Regions from separate parts of the Mus musculus genome. Here regions 1 and 2 are each linked to region 3. The links are chromatin contacts, called in public HiChIP or PLAC-seq maps. All regions are on one chromosome and are shown on one strand. Each heading gives the region's core, a stretch centred on a gene start, on an enhancer-like site or on the middle of the called end of the contact. The rest is flanking DNA. Distances are from core to core; before and after follow the strand shown.

Region 1 (3,449 bases), core at 149-2,648, 210 kb before region 3:
GTCGAGACCTTCTAGCACCTCTCTTTCTTTTCAAATATGGCCTATTATATAACCTAGGCCAGCTTGGAAATGACCATAGTCCAGGCTAGCCTTGAAATCACAGCAGGCCTTTTGCCTCTGATACCCAAGTGCTGATGAGATTGCAGGTTCGAGTCCCTGTGCCCAGCAGAAAGCGTCTTTTCCACTCACAAAGATAAATAGCATAGCAAGCGATTAGATCTAACAAAAGGCAATGTCCCCAGTACAGGGGAACGCCAGGGCCAAAAAGTGGGAGTGGGTGGGTAGGGGAGTGGGTGGGGGAGGGTATGGGGGACTTTTGGGATAGCATTGGAAATGTAAATGAGGAAAATACCTAATAAAAAATATTAAAAGAAGAAAGAAAGGAAGAAAGGAAGAAAGGAAGAAAGGAAGGAAGGAAGGAAGGAAGGAAGGAAGGAAGGAAGGAAGAAAGAAAGAAAGAAAGAAAGAAAGAAAGAAAGAAAGAAAGAAAGAAAGAAAACCGAATCCATCTTAGAAGTAGGAAGGGGGAGGTTTAGACACTTGTGTTTTCAATGTCATGCCAAATGCAACATTGAATAATTTTTATGTTACATTTTAAAATGTAAACTAGAGCAGTGTTGTGTTTTATTAATAAAAGACAGTTTTCTTAAAAAAAAAAAAGGCAATGTTCCAAGAGAGTCCAGTGGTATCTGAGTGGGTGAGAGGAGGCATTGGGTAGGATCTAGTAGAAGCTGGTTGGAGGCAGAGGTGAGTTCAGGTCAGATAAGAAACACGTCTCCTGTAATAACCAGCATTTCTCAAGTTGAGCCATGGTTTCTGTGTCACTCAGACTTCCAAGTGGCTGGCTACTCAGTACACTCCTGCCTCAGCCCTGTTAGACAGTGGTTTACAGACACGTGCTACCACAGGACCTGGAAAACATAGTCAAGTAGTTCCCTAAGTAGGAAGTGAAATTAATGTGCTACATTTTCTACCTTTTCAAAGCGCATGTTGTCATCTTGTCTTCCAGGAATCGGTTCTGAACTACCGTTTAGACCCCCTCGGCATAGTCGATGGCTTTACGGCCGAGGTGGGAGCCAGTGGGACTTTCTGCCCAACGCACTTGACTCTGCCAGTGGAAGTGTCGTTCTACAGTGTTTCCGATGATAATGCTCCCTCGCCTTACATGGCAAGTACTTTTGTCTTTTCTGCAAGAATCAGCCAGCTTAGTATTTCACATCTCGGTTTCCGTTTTGCCCTTGAATGTATGAGGCTGTTCCTAAGAGAAAGTTTTAAAAACTGAATACAGACCAGTAAGCCAAAATACTGCTCCAAGACCTTTTCCTCAGCTGGCTCAGACTACATACCGGTGACCTGCTTTGCACTTGAAAAGGTTGCTGAAATTTTACCCATTTTTACGTAACTGACTAGTGACTGACATAATCAGTCTATCTTGCTAAGTTCACACAAATTCCCCAGGGCTTACTGTATACTCTTAATACCAAATGGCTGCCTCCTCACGTGGTTCTTATGTCAGTCAGACTTGGTAAGATCTGGGGACTTGGGGCGGCCTGAGGCCCCTCCACCCCAGTGTCTCTCTCAGTGGAGAGCAGGAGAGCTTCTGAGAGTGAGAAGACAGTCTTGAGCTTGAGGTCTTGTAAGTTTGAGGTTCCCATTTTCTACTGCAGGGGAGTCTGGGTGATACAAGCCTTAGCCTGCGGAAGTGCCTCTGAACACTGGAGTATGTATAAACACACCTTCAAAATGCAAAGGAGCGGTCTGTAGTGACGCTGTAAAGTGCAGAGTCACAGTCAGCCTCACTGTGAGAAGCAGATGCACACAGGCCTAGACCTGCATCCCTGACTTAGCACCTGCCCAATGGCTTCCTTTCTCCTGCCTTCAGGCATTCTAAGAACATTAGTGACAATGTCTTTTGTTAAGAATAAAAGCTGTGAAAAGGGATTTCTGCATACCTGACAGGATGAGGAGCTGTACTTTCTAGGGAGTTAAATATGGCCACCTCAATGGTGTCCTGGTTTGTCAAAGGGACTAGTTTAGGTTAACTCCAGTTTTAAGGTGAAGTTTTGGTTCAGGGCCTGAGTAGTGTTTCATACTTTTGGTAGACAAGCATAGTCTAATGGGAACTTTGAAAGGAAAGGGTTAACTCAGCCTACTAAATTGTTAGGTTCTCCTGGGAACTCTGAAAGGATACTGGAAAGGGATAACTCAGCCTACTGAATTGTTAGGTTCTCCTTCTAAGGAGGCCTGCCTTAGTGGCGTTGAGGCTAGCCTGGGCTATGTAGTAAGTTCTGGAAGCGCCTTGTCTACAGAGGATATTCTTATCTCAAAAACCAAAAACAACTATCAATGCCTGCCTGCCTTTTCCATTACAATGATCTTCCCTCTATCATATTTTCCCCTACGTCTGTTTATTTAGTAGGAATGGGTTCTCTTTGCTAGTGGCTCACTCCAAACCTCACACCGCAAATCTTTCCTAAAATTTGTTCTATTTTGTTGGTTTAGTCTGATTTCAAAGGACTGACCATATTTTGTTAGCTGGGACCGATTGTTTTGTTAGATCAAGCACATCATAGACCATCAGAAGTAATGCACCTTTGTGGTACCTAATACATTTTAGAACAGAAAATTCTTTGTGCTGGGATTTTGTATCGAACAATTCTTGAAAAATTAATTCTTCGTTTTGGAGTCAGCAGTAAGAATGTTCTCCAAGAACCACACCACAGCACTCAGCTACACAGGAACTGTGTCTCAGAGAAAACAGCTGTCATGGTGGTGAGGTCAGGCTAGGCCTGTTATGGGCTCATGACTGGCTAGGAGTGGTTTCCTGCTGTTTGTAATTAGTCAAATCGAGGCCTGCTGGTTTTAGTTTTCCATCTACTATTCCATACTAGTTTTCGTTGTTGTTAGTTTTATTTTTTGACATGGGGTCCATGTCAGCCAGTCTGACTGAACTCACAATCTTTCTGCCTGTACATATCAAGTGCTGGGATTACTGGAGTGTCACTGTACCCAGACATTCACATTCTTTATCATCTAATAATTTGGGGATTTTTTGGTGTTAGGATTCTGCCAAATTTAGTTCATCTTTACCTTACTATTACAAATATGCCAGAGGAGATGTTTCATTACATTAAACGTAGTTTTCTTAGGTACAGATATGGATATGCTGGCCCATGAAGTGAATTGAGTAATATTAATCAAATCCCAGCTTTCCAGTGCCACTACTGGTCTTAGATTATTTAGAAATTGTTGTTTGGAAGCTGAAGAGAAGGCTCAAAGAGTATTTGCTACTCTTCCAGAGGACTCAAGTGCCCCGTGCCACCTGTGCCCAGCACCCACACTGGGCAGATCACAACACTCTATGATTCTAGTTCCAGGGGATCCAGTGCCCTCTCTTAGCCTCCAAGGGCACTTATAGTCAGATTCAAATACCCACACAAACACACACA
Region 2 (3,248 bases), core at 485-2,984, 160 kb before region 3:
TACATATGCATTAGGCAGAAGAGTCCACCATCAGAATGGCCCTCTCCTCATTGCCGGTTGGGTGTGTTTTGTTTAAAGTCTGTTCTTTTCCTGAATGAAGCAAGAGGTTAGTGGTCAGAAACCCATTTCCCAAGTGTATGTGGTGGCATGCATCTGCAATTTCAGCACTCCTGGGACTCAAGGGAGAGAGGTAAAATTGTTCTAGGTCAGCTACATAAAGAGACTTTACCACCACCACCACCAAAAGAAAAAAAACCCTTTCTCCTACCCCTCATCTTCTCTTTCTCTTACATCAGGGTGGTTGAAAGTATGTCTTTGAAAATTTTGAAAGAATGATTCCAATTTTATTTTTGTTCATGTAAATAAAAGTCACTTTTATAAGAACTCTCAGAGTTTTGAGTGTTTTGGTTCTTCCTACCCCCCCCCCCTCCGACTCACCAACCCATCATACTCAGTATTCCTCAACTGTCCTGACCGGTAGCTAATATCTAGAGGGTAAGGAAACAGGCACCTTCTACAGGCATGAAGGAAGTGTAAGAGACAGGAGCTCAACTCATTGCTTTGGATGCTCTGCTGGCTCAAAGTACATTTTGTCTCCTTTCACAGGCAGACAAAGAAAGGATGGAATCCAGAAACATCAAAGTGGTGAACAGTCTTCCTTCAAATACCCACCTCATGTTCAGACATAACTAGGGAGTCAGGCTTGTGCTTTGACTGCCATTGTACTGGTCTCAGAACCATGTCTCTAAAATTTCACCATTCACAAGGCAGAGGCAGGAGGATGGCGAGTTTGAAGAAAACCCGGGCTGCTTAGTGAGACCTGTCTCAAAACCCAACAAGCCAAACAATAAAACTGGATTCCCATGATAGGCACTGGCCACAACTTAAGGTTTAAAGAAGGAAGATGGACACATTTTAAAAGGCTAAAAATTTTAAAGAGTATTCCAAGTGAGCACGAAAGTGTGGCTGGAGAGAACATGTTGGGATGAAAAAGACCACATTCCTGTGTCCGTGTAAGGGCACGGAATAGACTGCGTCAAGACTGCAAACACTTGAGTTTCTCTCAGTAGGTTGCCGTTTTCAGGTGACTCCAGGATCAGCATCAGGTAGTGCTGTCACGATCAGCAGAACAAAGGTCTCATTCTGAATGGTGGCGAACCTATGTAAACGCCCAAGTCTAAGATGGGCCATTTCCCAGTGCCATCTTGTTTTCAGGTTCATTGGAGTTTCTGTGTGTTAGAGGCCACCCTATGTCCTTGCATCACCAAGGGTGCAAACCCAAATGCAGAGTGACCTTGAGCATCCTTCAAATTCCGGGTGGTGCAGCTTCCCGCCCTGCCGTGAGCAAGTCTCTTCTGGAGTTGCAGGTTCTCAGAAAGGCCTTTCCCGAACCCTCCCCTACCTCAAGTCCTCTCCCTACAAACAGCAGGGCCAGGAGGAGCAGCCTTGAGGCTGCCGGGTCTACGCGGGCACTCTAACCGTCGCTACCTCGAGCGGGACGCGCTCCCTCACTGCCCCACCTTCGCGCACACTGTGGGGGGCCACTCCGCCAAAGCAGGTTTGGGATGCCAGCCGCATGGGCCGAGGATGCTCGGTGCCCGCCGCCGATGGGAGGCAGCGTGAGCCCGAAAGAGCCGGGAGGGATCGCGGTGGCAGCGCTCGAGCGCAGCCTCCTCCCGCTCCCACAATGCACAGGGCGGCGGCGGCGGCGGCGGCGGCATCGCGCGCCGCGGAGGAGACAGAGGAGGCTACAGAGACCAGGCCTCTAAGGAGGCGAAGCGGCTGAGGAAACTGAGGGAGCGAGGGGGCGCTGAGGACGCGAGGCGACTGAAGAGACCGCAAGGGCTGTGTGTGTGGACCAGGCGGCTTGGGGAGACTGAGGCGGCGACGGCCGCGGAGGCTGGTACCCGAGTCCCCCGAGCACGCGCCTCGGGCTCACGCGGCCGCCGAGCCCTGGAGGTGATGACTGTCAGGCTCCCGCCCGCCGCTAGCGCCTGACGCGCCCCGCCCCGGCCCGCCCGGGCCCGCCCGCCAGCTTGGCCCGCCCTGCCCGGCCCGGCCCTTCCCCTGCTCCCCGCCCGCCACCGTTTCACCCGCGCGGGCGGCCGCCACGCGAGCTGCGGCCTCCGCCTAGGCGGGGGGCGTCGGCGCTGGGCCCGCCATGGCCGCGTCCGAGCTCTACACCAAGGTAACGCGCGCCGCAGAGCCTTGTCCTGGGGAGGGGTCGCGCGGCCGGGACCGTGGCTGTAGGACCGGCAGGTTCCACCGGACTGCACCCCACTGCCCGGCTGTACCTCCTTGCCCGGCTGTACCTCCCTGCTCTGCCTCCCGAGCCCATTTCGGATGGGATGCTCTTGGGCAGATGCTCGGGCCGCTCTCCCGGGACTCGTGCTTAAAATAACGTCCTGTGCCGGTATGCGCCAGGCAGCAGCCTCTCGGGGAGATTATTTCGGATTCTGCAGTTATGGCCAGTCCGCTTTCACCTTTAGCTGCCGGGTTCTTGCCATTTGCCCTGGGGTGCGGAGCCTGTGGGAAGATGCAGCCCGGAGATGGCGAGCTTATTCTTAGGCTTCTTGGTGCCTGGGAGTTTGCAACCTGCGCGTTATCCCCGAGAGCCTCGTTAGCTCTGTGTCCTCACCCTCCTTTCCGGCGAGCCTTTCCCTTTTGGTCTTCATTTAGGGGAAGTGGCAGCCTTTTCAATCTTAAACCGACGCCCATATTCTCAGGGTCTGGTAATCTCTGAATGGCGTATTTTGGAGAGACTGTTTAGAAAATCTGTGTTGGGCAGTGTGTGGTGTATGCATTCATGGTATCTTATGTTACGGTTTCAATGGATGTTTTGCCAGCTAATGATTATTAAAATTACCTCTAATTCCACTCAACAGAATTGCCTTAACTTTTCAAGTTCATGTTTTTACATTTTTACCAGAATCTCTTTCTTCCCGTCTCTCTCTGTCTCTGCCTTTGTCTCCCTCTCAGGCACGGAGATTGAATGTAAGGGCCTCATGCATACTAGGTAAACCCTTTACAACTGAGCTATATATAGATAGCCCCAGCTTTCTGGACTCTTCTTTTAGCAGTTTGGAATCATCTCTTGCACACGTGACATCAATAAGCCCAGAGCCCAAATTGCAGCCTTGAGGAAAGAAATCTGTACCTTTCCACCCAACTGTGTGACATTTGGCAAACTACATAACCTCTCTGGTTCAGGTTTCTTACTTGTAAATAGAGTGAATTTTATTTGTCCT
Region 3 (3,041 bases), core at 160-2,659:
CCAGTCTGAAATATATATCCATTCACAAATTAATAAAACAGCCCATTCAAAAAAATCTTATTGTGATGCACCATATCAGATAAGAACAAAACCCAGCCGGGCTGTCATCAAGCTTGGTTCTCCTGCCTCAGTCCCCTGGGGCTAGAACCTCCCTCACTGCCCACCTGGCCTGGTTATTTATCATTTCTGACATGAATCCTCATTTTGTTTTTTATTCAGCATTTGTCACGTCACCAATGTCACTTTTGCCATTTTTCTGTTTCACAGCGTGGGGCTCTATGGACAGACTCCATTAGACTCCATTACCCTCGCACCCATTCTCATATGCCTAGTCCACTGTTTTAATGACTGTAGTTTGTTTTTCCCATGAATATGTGGCAGGGCAGAGCTGGGGCAGTAGCTTAGTCTATGAAGTACTTGCAGTGCAAGCCTGAGGGCGGGCCTTCAAACCCCTCCCCCCCCCCCCAATCTACATTTTAAAAGCCGGTGTTGTGGGCGCTGTAAAGCCAGAGGAGACAGAGACACTAGGAGTTCTGGGGCTCCTGGGTCAGCCTAACTCAGTGAACCCCAGATCCCAGTGAGAGATTCTGGCTTTAAAATAACAAGGACCAGGGCTAGAGAGAAGGCTTAGTGAGTGGTTAAGAGCATTGACCTCTCTTCCAAGGGTCCGGAGTTCGATTCCCAGCAACTCCATGCTGGCTCACAACCATCTGTAATGGGATCTGATACCCTCTTCTGGAATATCTAGAGACAGCTATAGTGTACTCATATAAGTAAAATAAATAAATCTTTTAAAAAAAGAAAAGAAAAACGAAAATGGGCAGCTCCCAAGGAAGGCCAGCAGGATAGGATCTCTTTTCTCTTTGTGGTGAAAAATAGTCTTAGCTGTTCAAGTACTTCTAACCCAAATAAAATATAAAAATAATGTCAGTTCGCAAACATGCTGCCAGGATTTTTAACCCAGTGTCATGGACCTATGTATTAATTTTGGTGACATCAACACCTTTTGAATGTTAAATATTCACATCCGTCCAAAAGGCCCGTACTTATTCAGCCCTCTGGTGTGTCCTGTAAGAGAGGTAGAAGCAAGCTCGCCATAAAGGTCAAACAAGGTTTTTAGTAGCGTAATCTCTGGGTGCATTTTCTTTGATCCGTATCTTACTTTCCATGGCATATAAAATGTTCGCAGGACAACGACTTTTTTCTTTTATCCGACCCCTTCCTCAATTTAGAAGTTCTGTTAGCTCACTGATTCTTTGGTTTTTCTTTGCTGCTGCTGGCTGCTGTAAGGGAGCGGGAACTTGGGCGGGACCCCTGGAGGTTTCTTTGACCTGTTACCTGGACCGGGCCAATGGCAACGCGGGCTGCCGGCAAGCACCAATCCCGCTGCTAACCCTCACCCCGCCACCAACCCCAGTCCGGGCGCCAGAGCCCTCGGGGGAAGGGAGCCGTGGCACTCGGGAAAACTTCTGCACAAGATGGCCAGGCGCTGAGTGCCTGGGCGCGCACAGTCCCCTGCAGCAACAGCAGCAGAGAGGAGGTCCATGGCGGTGGCCGAGCTCTACGCGCAGGTAGGGGCGCGGGGACGCACCTGTGCACCTGCCCAGACGGGTAGATGAGCGGAGGCCGGGAGCAGCTGCCAGCTCCGCCCGGGCCCCCTGCGGGTGGGCAAACCCAACGGAGGGCTGCTGTCCCCACGCCGGGTAGCTAGATCACCCAGACCCTTCGTCCCGCCACTGATGGAATCTGAGTCCCGCAGTGGGCAGGAGCTTCGATCTGGCACCACAAACTTTGTTAACCAGCGTTGTAACCTTCCAGGCCCTCGGAGTCTGGAGGACTCCGGCAAGATTGGCGGTGTTTTCTAGAATGCTGGTGCGCTTCCCTGTGCAGGCGAAGGAAGACACTCGGGGGATCCACCTGGAGTTGCCCGGTCTGAGCACAGGAACCAGCAGCCCAGAGTCCCAGGCCCCGGGTGCTGTTGGGCTCTTTTTAACCAGTGTAAGGGTGCATTAACTCAGAGAGCACCTCAGACAGGCCTGACCGGGAGCACATGCATTCTGGAAAACTTCCAGAAGCGAAGAGCTTCATCCTCACCCAGGAAAAAAATGTGAGAAAATGACGCTTTTTAAAAGAGCCATAAAACAGATCCTGCTACACTCTTGTAGGGGAATTTAGACCCTTCAAATTCTGACAGATGGGACTAGAATGGATTCTGTTAGAACATTTACACACACACACACACACAGAGAGAGAGAGAGAGAGAGAGAGAGAGAGAGAGAGAGAGAGAGAGAGAGAGAGAGAGAGAGAGAGAGAGGCGCGCGCATCTTAACTTAATTGGCCGGGGAAGGGGTGGGGGAGGTATTGTTTAGTTTTGGATTTTGTTTGTTGAGACTGTCTCACTGTGTCACCCCAGGTAGCCTGGACATCACTACTGGCTGGAAATCAGGCTGACTTCAAACTCACAGTTTTGTCTGCCTCTGCCTCCAGAGTGCTGAGACTAAAGGTCCATGCTCCACCAAGTTTTTAAGAGAGGTTCTTGCTTTGTGTCCCTGGTTGGAATGGCCCTCCGTCCATAGCTCAGGCTGACTTCAGACTCACGGAGATCTTGCCTCAGCCACGATAGCGATGGTATTACAGACATACCCCACCCCTCCTATCTTTCTGCCTTATATTTAAAAGGCACTTTCACCATCTCTGTATAGTAAAAGATCCTTGTCACGCTTATCTTTCCGTCGGGGTTGGAGGAAGATTTTCTTCTACTTTGTTTAATGAATAAATTGCAAGCACACATCAAACAAAGAGGAAATCCCTCTGATGCTGACCAATTCTGCACTTTATCCCAGTCTCAAGCTGGGGACCGAACCAAGGGCCTTGTGCTTTCTGGGCAAGCATTCTACCACGAGCTCAGCCCCTCATCTAGAAGATGTTACTAGAGACAGTGTGAACCACCAGGTGACCTAAATGTTTCTAAGTCTTCATGTGATTATCGGGAAGGGGGGGGGGGATCTTTAATGAACCCTGCCTTGTTGGGTATCTTTGGG

The links. HiChIP or PLAC-seq counts read pairs in DNA pulled down with a chosen protein or histone mark.
Region 1: a contact with region 3 is called in an H3K27ac HiChIP or PLAC-seq map of embryonic stem cells, with 9 read pairs. The contact joins the enhancer-like site here to the promoter of Myo5c in region 3. A contact is called at or near these places in 7 of 39 promoter capture datasets (the C10 cell line, the HPC-7 cell line, embryonic stem cells and 4 more), 2 of 484 Hi-C or Micro-C datasets (bone marrow-derived macrophages and embryonic stem cells), 11 of 115 datasets of contacts at active chromatin or transcription factors (the SCID.adh cell line, bone marrow-derived macrophages, embryonic stem cells and 3 more) and 5 of 9 other capture datasets (adipose tissue, embryonic stem cells, liver and 2 more).
Region 2: a contact with region 3 is called in a FOXA1 HiChIP or PLAC-seq map of pancreatic cancer cells. The contact joins the promoter of Myo5a here to the promoter of Myo5c in region 3. A contact is called at or near these places in 15 of 39 promoter capture datasets (the 3T3-L1 cell line, 3T3-L1-derived adipocytes, the C10 cell line and 10 more), 1 of 15 datasets of contacts at CTCF or cohesin (large pre-B cells), 10 of 484 Hi-C or Micro-C datasets (the AML12 cell line, B cells, bone marrow-derived macrophages and 6 more), 10 of 115 datasets of contacts at active chromatin or transcription factors (the NIH/3T3 cell line, embryonic fibroblasts, embryonic stem cells and 1 more) and 3 of 9 other capture datasets (adipose tissue, liver and macrophages).

What each region holds. Positions count from the first base shown.
Region 1 is chr9:75,017,988-75,021,436 of GRCm38.p6, forward strand. It overlaps Fam214a (family with sequence similarity 214, member A), which reads left to right. Exons shown (of 13, transcript NM_001113283.1): 10 at 1,010-1,168. Among named protein-coding and RNA genes, the nearest start is that of Arpp19, 18 kb to the right of the region's middle. Within about 2 kb of position 1,399, at least 20 of the 459 cell types and tissues checked have an H3K27ac peak or open chromatin away from gene starts, as enhancers often do. A contact at or near this core is called in adipose tissue, embryonic stem cells and stem cell-derived epiblast-like cells, where this site is marked.
Region 2 is chr9:75,069,472-75,072,719 of GRCm38.p6, forward strand. Myo5a (myosin VA) reads left to right here and starts at 1,735. Exons shown (of 41, transcript NM_010864.2): 1 at 1,735-2,188. The coding sequence starts at 2,162.
Region 3 is chr9:75,230,605-75,233,645 of GRCm38.p6, forward strand. It overlaps Myo5c (myosin VC), which reads left to right and starts at 1,410. Exons shown (of 41, transcript NM_001081322.1): 1 at 1,410-1,571. The coding sequence starts at 1,545.